Regions from separate parts of the Mus musculus genome. Here region 2 is linked to region 1. Evidence: chromatin contacts called from public Hi-C data. All regions are on one chromosome and are shown on one strand. The core of a region is the stretch at or near the end of the contact, and the rest is flanking DNA. Distances in the headings are between cores, read along the strand shown. Region 1 has its middle 8.4 kb from the start of Gm25622. Region 2 has its middle 120 kb from the start of Adam6b.

Evidence for each region. A called contact is a pair of places that touch in the nucleus more often than the background predicts.
Region 2: a Hi-C map of the CH12 cell line shows a contact between it and region 1, with 3 times the contacts expected there. The contact joins two enhancer-like sites. A contact is called at or near these places in 1 of 39 promoter capture datasets (liver), 2 of 15 datasets of contacts at CTCF or cohesin (CD8 T cells and large pre-B cells), 5 of 484 Hi-C or Micro-C datasets (CD4 T cells, the CH12 cell line, Th1 cells and 1 more) and 2 of 115 datasets of contacts at active chromatin or transcription factors (Th17 cells and large pre-B cells).

The regions. Positions count from the first base shown.
Region 1 is chr12:113,219,456-113,225,570 of GRCm38.p6, forward strand. No RefSeq gene overlaps it. Among named protein-coding and RNA genes, the nearest start is that of Gm25622, 8.4 kb to the left of the region's middle. Within about 2 kb of position 2,771, at least 76 of the 459 cell types and tissues checked have an H3K27ac peak or open chromatin away from gene starts, as enhancers often do. A contact at or near this core is called in the CH12 cell line, where this site is marked.
Region 2 is chr12:113,362,202-113,368,790 of GRCm38.p6, forward strand. It overlaps Igh. Among named protein-coding and RNA genes, the nearest start is that of Adam6b, 120 kb to the right of the region's middle. Within about 2 kb of position 4,435, at least 5 of the 459 cell types and tissues checked have an H3K27ac peak or open chromatin away from gene starts, as enhancers often do. A contact at or near this core is called in the CH12 cell line, where this site is marked.

The DNA of each region.
Region 1 (6,115 bases), core at 1,521-4,020:
TCTTTACTATATACCAAAACCCACCTCCGATGACACACGTGTAACCATATGAAATTTTATTGTTGGGAAAGTTTTTTATCATAATAGTTTTATAAATGATTTAAAAAGTAAAGTGTTGGTTTCCCTGGGGATAAGGTCATGTTAGTGGCCCCATCTCTAGGGATGGTTTCTTACCCATTATTCTCGCTTAAGATCTTGGCCTAGGCTTCCAGGAACATGTAAATAAGAAAAGGAATAAGAGAAAACAAAACAGATAGATTGCCATGAGAACTATGGCTCAATAATTTTTCTCCGGCAAAGAGTTCCATAGTTGGTTCCAGGAAGTCTTCCCCTTTTGAGGTCGATCGCCACAGTCTGTGGAACTTGTCACACAGATCCAACTGGGGGTGGTGTGGCACCAGAGAATCCTGGCCAATAGCGAGACTGTAACACCATCACACAATCTCTATTTCTACCAGTGTTGGCCTCTTACACACACAGCGGCATATATACATGCTCTCTGAGTACGTGTTTGTCACTTGTGCCTGAGAGTCTACCCGGCTGGGTGGGGCCAATTCTTTGAACTTGGCTTAGCAGAGGTTGCAGTGGTGCATCTAGCCACCAGGGGGCACATGAGCTCTGCACTGTGCATTGTGGTCCTTAGTTGACCTGCCAATGTGATCTGACTCCACTGTTCCAGGGCAGGGACTGACCACACTCCCTCAGTGTCAGACAGTGGGTATCCCACCATGCCTTAGAAACTCAAAGCCCACAGGGAAGTGTAGGTGGGGTTGGCTGGAGACACTGGCCCTCAGAATTCCTTAATTCTGTCAAATTTCACGAACATCTCTTCACTTCAGTCATAAATTCTCTTAGTGTGGGGTGTGGCTGTGTGTCCACATGGGATGTGGAGTCTAGGCTGCTGAGGAGCCTGGCTTGGGCCTTGGAACCTGCTGCCAGTAACTGTGCACACACATGGCATGCACAGAGCCTGGGCATTACCATGAGGTGGACATGAGCCTGGGTGGGTAAGCCTGCACCCCTACCTTCACTACCAAGTGCAGCCTTAGACACATGGGACACATGCCCTTCCCCATCGTAACTGTATGACTAGTCAGAGCATGCGCTGTCTCCCACACTAGAGGAAGAGCTACTGACCCCACCTGCCTTGAGAAAACAGCCCTTCCCCAACCTGCTCTAAGAGCTCTAAGGAGAGTTTCGAGTAGGCAGTAAGTGCAATTCTACCAGAGGCCACATGAGGCCAGTAGAGTCTTGCTCTTGCAGGCCTCAGGCCCATGCTGGTTAGAACAGGGCTGGGAGGAACTTTGTAGTCATAGTAGACTCTGTGGAGCTCTGAGCTCAGAGCCCCTCCTGGTGACTGCAATTTGGTCAGTCAGAGAATCCCGGTCAACAGTGAGACTTTAACACCATCACATGACCTCTGGATTTCTACCAATGTTGTTTTCTCTCCACGCCCGACTCATTTGTGATGTGAACAGTGCTGGAGCCTCAGCGGGGAGGAGGATTAGAGACATAAATGTCTAAACACACACACACACACACACACACACACACACACACACACACACACACACACACACACTGGAGGGTCAGAGATGTCTAGTTGGGCCTTCGTCTCTTCTGTTATTTGGCGACTCCATTTAGATTTCTTTCACATATGTATATATATATATTTTAAAAAAATTATTTACTTATTATATGTAAGTACACTGTAGCTGTCTTCTGACACTCCAGAAGAGGGAGTCAGATCTCATTACGGATGGTTGTGAGCCACCATGTGGTTGCTGGGATTTGAACTCAGGATCTTTGGAAGAGCAGTCAGTGCTCTTAACCACTGTGCCATCTCTCCAGCCCCCTATATGTATATATTTTAAGAAGCTTCTATCGTAGTAGTTTTCTGTAGGTGCCAGGTTTTGAACTTGGCTTGGCACAGCATGCAGTGGTGCATCTGTCCACCAGGGGGCACCTGAGCACTACGCTGTGGTCATTGTGGAGACGCCACAGGTGTATCTCAGGTGCTTAGGCAACCAGCTAGTGTGACAGCCCTGACCAGTCTCACGACTGGCCTAACCGTGCTTCCTCAGTGCCAGACACCAGATTGCAAAGTATCGTTAGGCCCTAGGAACCCAACAGGTATTAGGGACAGTGCAGGTCGGGGGCGGGGCGGCTGGAGCTGGTGGCCCTGGGTACCCCCTAATTCTGTTGACACTTAGCCCTCTCCCCACCTACCTCAGTTATTAATTCTCTTTGTTTCCTGGCGTGTCCATGGATCTGTGTGGAATATGGGACTGTAGACTGCCCAGGAGCCCAGACTGGGGCTTATTTATTTATGTAATTTTTTATTTTTCCTGTTGCTGGTACATTGTGCACAAGATATGTACAGAGTCTTGGGGTAACCACGAGGAGAATATAAGCCTTCTCTCCCAAACTGCAGTACAAGCCTGAACTCTCAACTTGATCATCAAAACCCAGGCATGTACTCCTGGTCGCTTTAGCTCAGTGGTTCTCAATCTTCCTTACGTTGTGACCTTTTAATACAGCTCTTTATGTTGTCATCCCAACCGTAAAATTATTTTTTTTGCTACCTCATAACTGTAATTTGTTTACTGTTTCAAATCATCTGACTTTCAACTAGTGTGGAAAAGACATCGGACCCCTTAGCGGGGATCCTGACACACAGGTTGAGAACCAGTGCCTTAGTCCCTCTGCGCCTGCGTAAGAGGAGCTTCCTGTGGGCTGCAAAGATAATACCACCAATGGCCACATGGTGGCAGCAGAGATCTGCTCCTGGGGGCACCTTCTCCAGTCGCAGTTCCTGTTCCCCTGTCATACTATTTCCACCAGTGTCTACATTTATCATGGGTGATACATGAACTCCCTGGGACACAGATGTGTAAACATGGGGACACACACATGGACATTTGCGTGTGTACATACTCTGGGTCTGTTTTGTTACTGAAAGTACACCTGGTTGGGTAGAGCCAAGTATCTGAATCCGGCCTTCCGTGTGCAGTGACACACATGGTCACCAGGGGGCGCACGAGCCCTGTATTACACCACTCTGGAGCCCCAGCAGGCACACCTGGAGTTGAGGCATCACTGGTCCATCTGTGCCTTGACCAGCCCCAGGGCTAGGCCTGATCACATCCCCTGTGTGCCAGTCTTGATTGGCAGGGGTGGGGGCGGGGGTCCCAACAGACCCCAGGAAGCCAATAGCACAGAGGATGCTGGGACAATTACACAGGGGTCAGGAGGTGTGCTCCTGGGTCAGGAGTTTAAGTCTGCACTCTCAATACAGACTTATAATAAGGCACATGTCCCTACCCACCCTAAATAGGTGGGGTGTGTGCTTCCATCTAAAATAACTAGATAGGAATACATCCCTTTAGTCCATAGCTACACGGGGCAGGCCGCCCTTCACACCCTGACAAACCCTCCTTGCCCCCATCATCCCTAGGGAGAGCGTCTGCGTGGTGTGTGTGCAACGCTGGCTATGCTCACACGGGGGCAGCAGAGTTTGCTTGCTCAGTGCCAGCTCTGAGCTGCTGAGGCAGATGTAACCTGACTATAGTGCTCACTATGGAGACCAGGGCAGGCCTTTTCCACTTTTGCTGGACTGGGCAAAGGCTGTACCTTTGCTCTGAGCTGTGCAGGGCTGAACTTAGGCTTGTAGCTAGCACCCCACTGAGTTTAGTGCTCGGACAGGACACCAAGTGAGGTGTTGAGACAAGTCATGGGGAGTCCCCTTACCTACTTGCCTGGCTTGGGCAGCTCTGTGGGGTCTGAGAGGGTGGCGGGAAACAGAGCTGCCTCAGTTGTTGCCCTGGGAGGGGAGCCTGGTTTGCAGGCTACATGGGCATTCAGTAAGCAGTCTGGCTGGGAGGGTCAGGCCCCTCGTGAGATAAGGACACAGGTTCGAGGTGCTCAGGTCTGTGGGAGCCTTCAGAGACATGCTATATGATCCCCATCTGAGCTTGGAGATCAGCAAGGTGAACGCAGTAGGCTGCCTGTCCCATCTGGCTATGTTTCTGTTTGTTCCTCTAGAGAGGCACACATGCCTATAGCCCCGAGATTCCTTCTGACAACCCTAAGGCCACACTCCATCTGTTCGCAGCCATTCCCAACTACGCCTCCTGCACAGGTCCACTTATGAGCTATGTCTTATGCTGCCCAAGGTTATAAAACAGGCCACAGGCAAGCCAGCAGCTGCGCGTGTATCTTCAGACTCAACTCTACAGTGCTTTCCTCCACGGACTTGGTGTCCCTAGCTCTGAACCCATGACATTTCTGTAGAGAGGGTCTCCATGTAGCTGCATGGAAGTAAGATAGCCAAGGCAAGGCTAAGACCAAAGTGGCTCTGATAGAGCCAGCTCGGGGGCAGACCCTGGGACGCTCTCCTAAAGAGCCACTGGAAATGTGGGCCAACTCTTCACCCTTTCTCTGGAACAAGTGTGTAGCAAGAACGATGGGACCAAAGGATTGCTGTCACCCTTCCAATCAGATGGGTCATTCCAGCTTCTATAATGGGAGCCAGGGTGTGTGGCAAGATCCTGCCTAGGGCTGGGGAATCTTACCCATGTCTGATGGCCATGGAGCCACATGGAGCTTAGTGCCCTCAATGGACATCCCTGTATTCTAACCACCTGGGACCTTGTCAAGCTGATGTGTGATTCTGTGCTCCCTGAGGGGCTATGAGGGCTCAGGACAGCTGGTGTCAAACATGGACATGAGGGGTTCAGGAGGGGCACAGAGCTGGAGGGTTTTCACTGTCCAGACAGCAAACCTGAGCCAGATAAGCTGCAGAGTCGATGTTAGGCCTCACCTGGCCTGCGCAGTGTGAGGTCACCGGCATGTTCATCAACACCCCTGATCTCCTAGTTCATTACTCTCTCTGTGCAGCCTCTCCTTCCATTGCTGGTACACGTCAACTTCCACCCAGTCCTCTAGAGGGAGCCCCTGAGCACCCCAGCCGTCTGCTTTCAGGACAGGATGGTGGGGCAAGGGCTGTTTCTTGGACCCTGGGACACTCAGCCCTTTACACCTTGCTCCAATGTGTGTTAGAGTCTAACAACCTTTGTTTCTGCCAGTCTCTCTCTCTCTCTCTCTTTTTTAAGGTTTTCATTTTAGACCTGTAATTTATTTATCTTATATTCTCATGAGCCCCTCCCCCACCCCTCTCTCTCTGTGTGAGCTTCTATGTTTCACATGTATGGAGGATCCTTCAGGGCACCCCGGAACTGGAATTACAGTAATGCACTGCCATGTGGGTGCTGGGAATTGAATCTGGATTCTTTGGAAAAGCAGCCAGTGCTCTTAACCCTTGAGTTATCTCTCCAGCCCCTCTGATGTGTGTGTGTGTGTGTGTGTGTGTGTGTGTGTGTGTGTGTGTGCACGCGCAGGGGAAACCCAGGGCCTCCTGTGAGCAGCCATGTTCTAGCCCAGGAGGCAAGCGTGCTTTAGCACTGAGCTGTGTCCCCAGTCCCAACTTTTGCTTTAGCAAACATGCCTCAGAGAGCATGTGTTCGCCACATTCTGTGCATTAAAGTGTTATTAGAAATTAAGTTGTTTTTTTTTTAAACAGATAAAAACACAAGGCATAATTACAACAGCCCCAAACCACGTGTGGAGATTGCTGGGTGAGGGCACACAAGTCAGAGCTGGAGTTCTCTGCCAGGCTTGGTGCCTGGACTCCTGGGGTCTGGGGCCTCCAGTGAGATTGGCTGCTCCAGGGTTGCTGCTCACCCCAGCCCCTTTGTTTTTTCCCTGACTAGGTTCGCAGGAGAGGTGTGTGTGCTGGTGAGACTCCGTGGCAGCTGGTGCTTGTGGCCGGGTGGAGATTGGTTCTTGCATTCTTTGGAGCCCCACATCAATGGGGCACAGCTGGCCCTTCTATAGGCTCCTTACTTCTATAGGCTCCTTACTTCTATAGGCTCCTTACTTCTATAGGCTCCTTACTTCTATAGGCTCCTTACTTCTATAGGCTCCTTACTTCTATAGGCTCCTTACTTCTATAGGCTCCTTACTTCTATAGGCTCCTTACTTCTATAGGCTCCTTACTTCTATAGGCTCCTTACTTCTATAGGCTCCTTACTTCTATAGGCTCCTTACTTCTATA
Region 2 (6,589 bases), core at 3,185-5,684, 140 kb after region 1:
TCCAGATTCCAATGAGTTCCCCATTTCTTTCTAGAAGCCATGAGCCCTTGAGTTTAGGATATGCTGCCATTCATGAGAAAACTGGCTGTCAGGCTGTCTTTTCTCCAACCCAGGTCTCCTCTCAGCTTCAGGGTCATCCTTCTTCGAACCACAGCTGCTGGCTTCCACTGCTCAGCCCCTGATGTGCCTCCTTCTTCCTTCCCTCTGTGCATCCAACTCTGTATACATAACGGCTGTAACAAGTTTGACCTTCCTATGGTAAGTTCCCCTCCATCTCCAGGAACCAAGATGGGCCCCCAACTGAGAACTGCTGTCTATATGGTCCTTTTGAGAGTGTTAGCCTCAGGGACTTTCCCTGCTCTGCTCAGCCAAGGCCTTCCTTGTCTCTCATTACTGATTCTCTCTTGCCTGTGGGTTAGACAGGCCCTGAGTACTTTCCCTTTCTCTTTCTTCATCATTCCTACCCACTACCCCATCTAGTTCTTGCACACAGTCTTATATTTGAACCCAGCTCTTACTATCTTCTTGCTAATAGGCATGTACAGATATGAGGTGCAGAGTGGCTACAGGAGAGGCCTGCAGCAGGGAGGTGAGACGACTAGTTTCCCTGGAGCTGTCTCCAGTTCTCTCACCTCACTGGATTCCCACATCCTCACTTGCCACTGCTGCCTGAGCCATCTCAGGTCTTCAAAGGTCTCAGGCTGGTTCATGTACCCTTTCCTGTCAGAGTGTTCCTAGTTGCCCTGGCTAGACCTACAGAGTTCCTGTGCTTGACCTGGTACCCTAGCACTCCAGCCTGCCTCAGTACACTGTGGTCACTCACACTGGCTTCCCCCACAACCACCTGTCCTAGTTCCCTTGTGATAACCCAGTCCACTTTTCCACACTCCTATCTGCCCCAGAACCCTTAGCTTGATCTGGTCCCCCTCCCCAAACGCCCACCTTTTCCAGTCACCATGTAGATACTCAGCCTGGACATTCAAGCTTCTACAAACCTTTTCCTCTGTAACTGCTCCATCTGTCCTATCTACTTGGTTCCTCTGCTCAGGAATTACCTCCTACCCTGACCCAGGAGCTGCATAACCTGGGACCCTGTGATCTGATAGCCCCAGCTCCCCTGTGGCCCTTCAGGCAGGTTATTCACATTTCCATCTAACCCAGCTCACCTGTAGCTGCCCAACCTAGTCCTCATACTCCCTCCTACCCCAGCTCACCTGTAGCTGCTCAGCTTAATATCCTATGCTTCCACCTACCTCAGCTCCCCAGCCAGGTCTCCATACTCCCACTTACCCTGGCTCACCTGTAGCTGCCCAGCCTGGTCCTCACAACCCCACCCACCCCAGCTCCCTGAGAGCTGCCCAGCCTGGTCCCCATACCCTCACTTACCCTAGCTCCCTCCAGAGCTGCCCAGCCTGGTCCCCACAGCTCCACCTCCCCAGCTCCCTGAGAGCTGCCCAGCCTGGTCCCCACACTCCCTCCTACCCCAGCTCACCTGTAGCTGCTCAGCTTAATATCCTATGCTTCCACCTACCCTAGCTCCCCCAGAGCTGCCCAGTCTGGTCCCTACACTTCCACTAACCTCAGCTGCCCCAGAGCTGCCCAGGTTAGTCCCCATACTCGAACCTACCCCAGCTCCCCCAGAGCTGCCCAGCTTGGTCCCCACATCCTCACTTATCCTAGCTCCCTCCAGAGCTGTCCAGCCTGCTCCTATACTCCAACCTACCCCAGTTCACCTGAGAGCTGCCCAGCCTGGTCCCCACAACCCCACCTCCCCAGCTCCCCAAGAGTTTCCCAGCCTGGTCCCCACAACCCCATGTACCCCAGCTTCCCCAGAGCTGTCCAGCCTGGTTCCCATACTCCAACCTACCCCAGCTCACCTCTAGCTGCCCAGCCTGGTCCCCACAACCCCACCTACCCCAGCTCCCCCAGAGCTGTCCAGCCTGTTTCCCATGCTCCAACCTACCCTAGCTCCCCCCAGAGCTGTCCAGCCTGGTCCCTACACTCCCACCAACCCCAGCTGCCCCAGAGCTGCCCATCCTGGTCCCCACACCCTTACCTCTCCTGGGCTCCCCCAGAGCTACCCAGCCTGGTCCCCATACCCTTACCTCTCCTGAGCTCCCCCAGAGCTGCCTAGCCTGGTTCCTATACCCCACCTACCCCAGCTCCTCAGAGCTGCCCAGCCTGGTCCCCACATCCCACCCACCCTAGCTCCCCAGAGCTGCCCAGCCTAGTCCCCACACCCCCAACTACCCTAGCTCCCCAGAGCTGTCCAACCTGTTCCCCACAACCCCACATATCTCAGCTCCTTCCAGAGCTGTCCAGCCTGGTTCCCATGCTCTAACCTACCCCAGCACCCCCACAGCTATCCACCCTGGTCCCCACATCCTCACTTACCCTAGCTACCCCCAGAGCTGTCCAGCCTGGCCCCCATAGCTCCACCTCCCCAGCTCCCTGAGAGCTGCTCAGCCTGGTCCCCACAACCCCACCTACCCCAGCTCACCTGTAGCTGCTCAACTTAATATTCTATACTTCCACCTACCCTAGCTCCCCCAGAGCTGCCCAGCCTGGTCCCTACACTCCTAACAACCCCAGCTGCCCCAGAGCTGCCCAGCTTGGTCCCCATACCTTCATCTCTCCTGGGCTCCCCCAGAGCTGTCCAGCCTGGTCCTCACACCCTCACCTACCCTAGCTCCCCAGAGCTGCCCAGTCTGGTCCCTACACCCTCACCCACCCTAGCTCACCAGAGCTGCTGCCCAGCCTGGTCCCCACATCCCACCTACCCCAGCTCCCTAGAGCTTCCCAGCCTGGTCCCCACACCCCACCTACCCCAGCTCCCCAGAGCTTCCCAGCCTGGTCCCCACACCCCACCTACCCCAGATCCCCAGAGCTGCCCCAGCTCTACTGTAGGTGCTCAGTCCAGTTTTCTGAGCTCCTAAGGTTTCCATAATCCCCCAGGATCATGGAAACTCCTCCGGGGTCCCTGGAAATGTTCAGTCTGGTTTTCCATGTTCCCACTTGCTTCAGCTTCCCTGTAGCATCCATCTTAGCCTGTTTTCCTAAACTCCCAGGACTATCCTGAAGCTGTGGAACTGCCACCTGGCTCTCTGTAGATTCTCAACCCGGTCCTCCATATTCCCACCTGCCCAGCTCCTTTGTAGCTCAGATTCTGGTACTTCACACCCTCACCTACCCCTGTTCTCCTTTAACTTCTCAGCTTGGCTGTGCACACTCTCAGCTTCCCCAGCCCCACTATGGTTGCTTGGTCAGACTCCTTATGCTCCTTTCTCCTCTAGATCTCCTGTAGCTGGTTATTCTATTTTCCCATATTCCCAGCTACACCAGCTCCCACATAATGGCTTATCCAGGTCCCCTATGCTCTCCTGTGGCTGCTCAACTTGGTACCTTAAAATTTTAGGTGCCTCAGTTCCTCTCAGCTGTTTCATAGTTCCCTGAGCTCCTCAGCATGCCTTTGTCCTCCCAAAAGTCCAGCCTCCACAGCTCACCTGGAGCTGTCCCACCTGATCCTAGGAGTTTCCTATACTTCTTCCTGCCCGTCTTGGCTTCGAGCTCAGCTCCTCATCTTGTCTCTTCAGCACCGAGATTGACTCCTAAACCTTAGAGTTCCACACTCTTGGCTTCCCCAGCAGGCCTAGAGTCCCTCTTAGATGAGCTTTGTATTCCTCCATGCCTACTTTCCTCTATAAACTCACCTTTGTTAGTCCTGCAGATTTCTGCTGCAGAGATCTTGCTCCTCTGGCCACCTCTTCTCTGCTGACTCAGCGAATTTGGTCCTGCCAGCTTCCAGACAGACCAAGTTCATCTTATCTTAGGTATCCTGATATATCCCATCATCTCCTTGAGGCTGACTCTGGTGGTGGTGGTAGCAGTAGTTGTTGTTTTTGTTGTGTGTGTTCAGATCCACTTGCCCATGTTCCAGCCTGTGGCATCCCTGGACCCTGTCTGGTTGACATTCTTCAGGCCATCACCTTACCTGTGCATCAGAGAGACCCCCTCCACAGTCTGGTATTTCGACTTCTTCCCACTCTTCCATGGGTTGTTGGTTGTTCCGTTTTGCTGATATCCACTGCTGACTCAGGTCTCAAGGCCTTCTTCCACTGTACTCTCCTTTACCGGCCGACACAACTCATGCATGGGAAATATGAAAGTGACTGCCTTCTTTTTTGTGACGGTCCATAGCTCTCAGGAGCTTAGCTTTGGGATCTTTCCTCTTAGGAGTTGCAACCCAATTGTCACAAAGGTCTGAATGCTACCCCACACCCATCTCTCTGCACAGGCTAAGAACAGGATTGAAACTGGTTCACAGAAGGTACTACCTAAAGTTCCCCTTTCTTGTCAGGGGATAAAGGGAGTCTAGATCAGGTTCAAGATGCATCACGTGGATGGGTGGGGGTGGATGAGATAGTACCCTTGAGACCCAGGGGAGAAATGAGGAAACCTGGTCCTTACCTGCTTCTCTATGCTCATAGCCTCCTTAGGTTCCTGGGCTGGCTGAGACTGTTCACTCTATCTTTACCACCTCCCTGGAGAGGGAGGCTTCTTATTCAACTAAAAGCCCAAACATGACTGCAGTGGGTCCCTGTTATCTCTTAACAGTGCTTCCTTAGGGAAATCCCAACCAATCTGTGGTTTAGGGAAGAGAATGGGGGTAAAACTGGTACAGCAGTGTGGGGTGCACAGAGCAGTGAACTACATGGGAAGAAGTAAGCAATGACCACATAGGACCAGAGAGGCATGTGCTAGAGGGTGAAGTACTAGGTCTACAGGGTTCTGGAGCTGAAGGAGGTGCTCCAGGATCACAGGGCATAGGAATATGGCTACCTTCTTCAAGAGTATTGATACACTCTAAATTTGAAGGCCAAGGGTATTTTGGAAAGACCTCCTTGGGTGTAGAGACACTGTCACCATGTAGGAGAAGGCAAGAGTGAGTGTGGGGTTCAGGGTAAGAGAAGAGGCAGTAGTGGAGCTAGAGCTGAGATCATTTGGTTCCCATTAGAAAAATACCCTGGAAAGGACAAGAAGCACAGAGACATCCAGGGAAGTCAGGCCAGGCCAGGGATGCCCATGCTGGGAAGGTTCATGACAGACTTACTGGGTGTGAACCTCAGGAGGAAGTCAAGGAGGAAGATTCGAGGAGGGCTGAGGTCAAGCTGGAGCCCAGAGCCCAGATTTAGGAATCAAAGTAGCAGGCAGGCTGAGGAAGTGTCCCGTGGACACTGTGTCAGTGCAGAATCAGAGCCAAGAGTCTAGCAGTGGTATTTGTTCACCCTCTGTAGCTTAGAGCCAACTCAGATGGCTTAGCCTGTATGATCAGGGTCATGGACATGAGTTTGTGAAGAGCTCGTGGGGCCTGAGAACAGGGGGCCACTAATCATGCCAGATACTACAGCCTTAGTTACTTTTATATTGTTGTGACCAAATATAAGTGACCAAGGTAATTTATAAAAGAAAGCATTTATTTGGGGTTGCTAGGTTAGGAGGGTTAGAGTCCATGACCATTATGGCAGGGTGCATGACAGCAGGTGGGGAGGCAGGAAACTGAAGTAGTAGCTGAGAACTTATATCTTGATCTACATGCCCGAGACTGAGCAAGCTAACTGGGAATGGCATAGGCTTTTGAAGCCTCAAAACCTGTTCCCAGTGACATAGCTCTTCCAACAAAGCCAACCTTCTAATCCTTTCTAGACAGTTTCATCAGTTGTGGACCAAGTAGTTAGACATATTAGTTTATGGGGGCTGTTCTCATTCAAACCACCAGATAGGTTCCTGGCCATATCATATTGCAAAATGTAGTTAGCCCTATATTAGAGGTCCCCGTAGACTTTTAAAGTTTCAGTACAATTTAAAAGTGCAAAATGGAAAGTCTCTTCTGAGACTCAAGGGAATCTCTTTATTGTAACCCCCCATAACGTCCTAAAGAAAATTACATACTTTCAGCATTCAATGATACTGAAAATATATTTTCATCCCAAAAGGGAAGAATTAGGGTATGTTGAGGAAATATTCAACAAAAGCAGAACAAACTCCAAATCCTGTAGCGTCATGTCTAATGTCAAAGGGTTTAAACGGCTTCCAACTTTCCAGCTTTGATGACCACACACACTTCTCTCATGGGATGGTTGTATTACCTGTATGTATATTTCCCTGGCAGCCATCCCATGGCTCTGACATCTCTGGCATTATGGGGTCTTCAGTACAATTCAGATTTCACTTTTATAACTTTATGCTATGGCCTATCAGTGACTCCACGCCCTGTCACACAGCCAGACTCATAAACTCCTTAGCACAGAGGAAGAGTCTATAGCCCCTTTACTTAAGTATCCTTCATGACTCTAAAGCCGTAGCCATGTAGTTGATAATGCCAAGTTTATCTGTCCACTTGGAATGGGACATGACTTTCTCCTGGAAATTATAATCAAAATTAAAAAAAAAATCCTAGCATGGTCAGGCCTTTCATAGCAATAACACACTCCTTGGTACCAACTTCTTTCTTAGTTACTTTTCTATTTCTATGATTAGATGCTATGATCAAGGTAACTTATAAAAGAAGACATTTATCTGGGGCTTACAA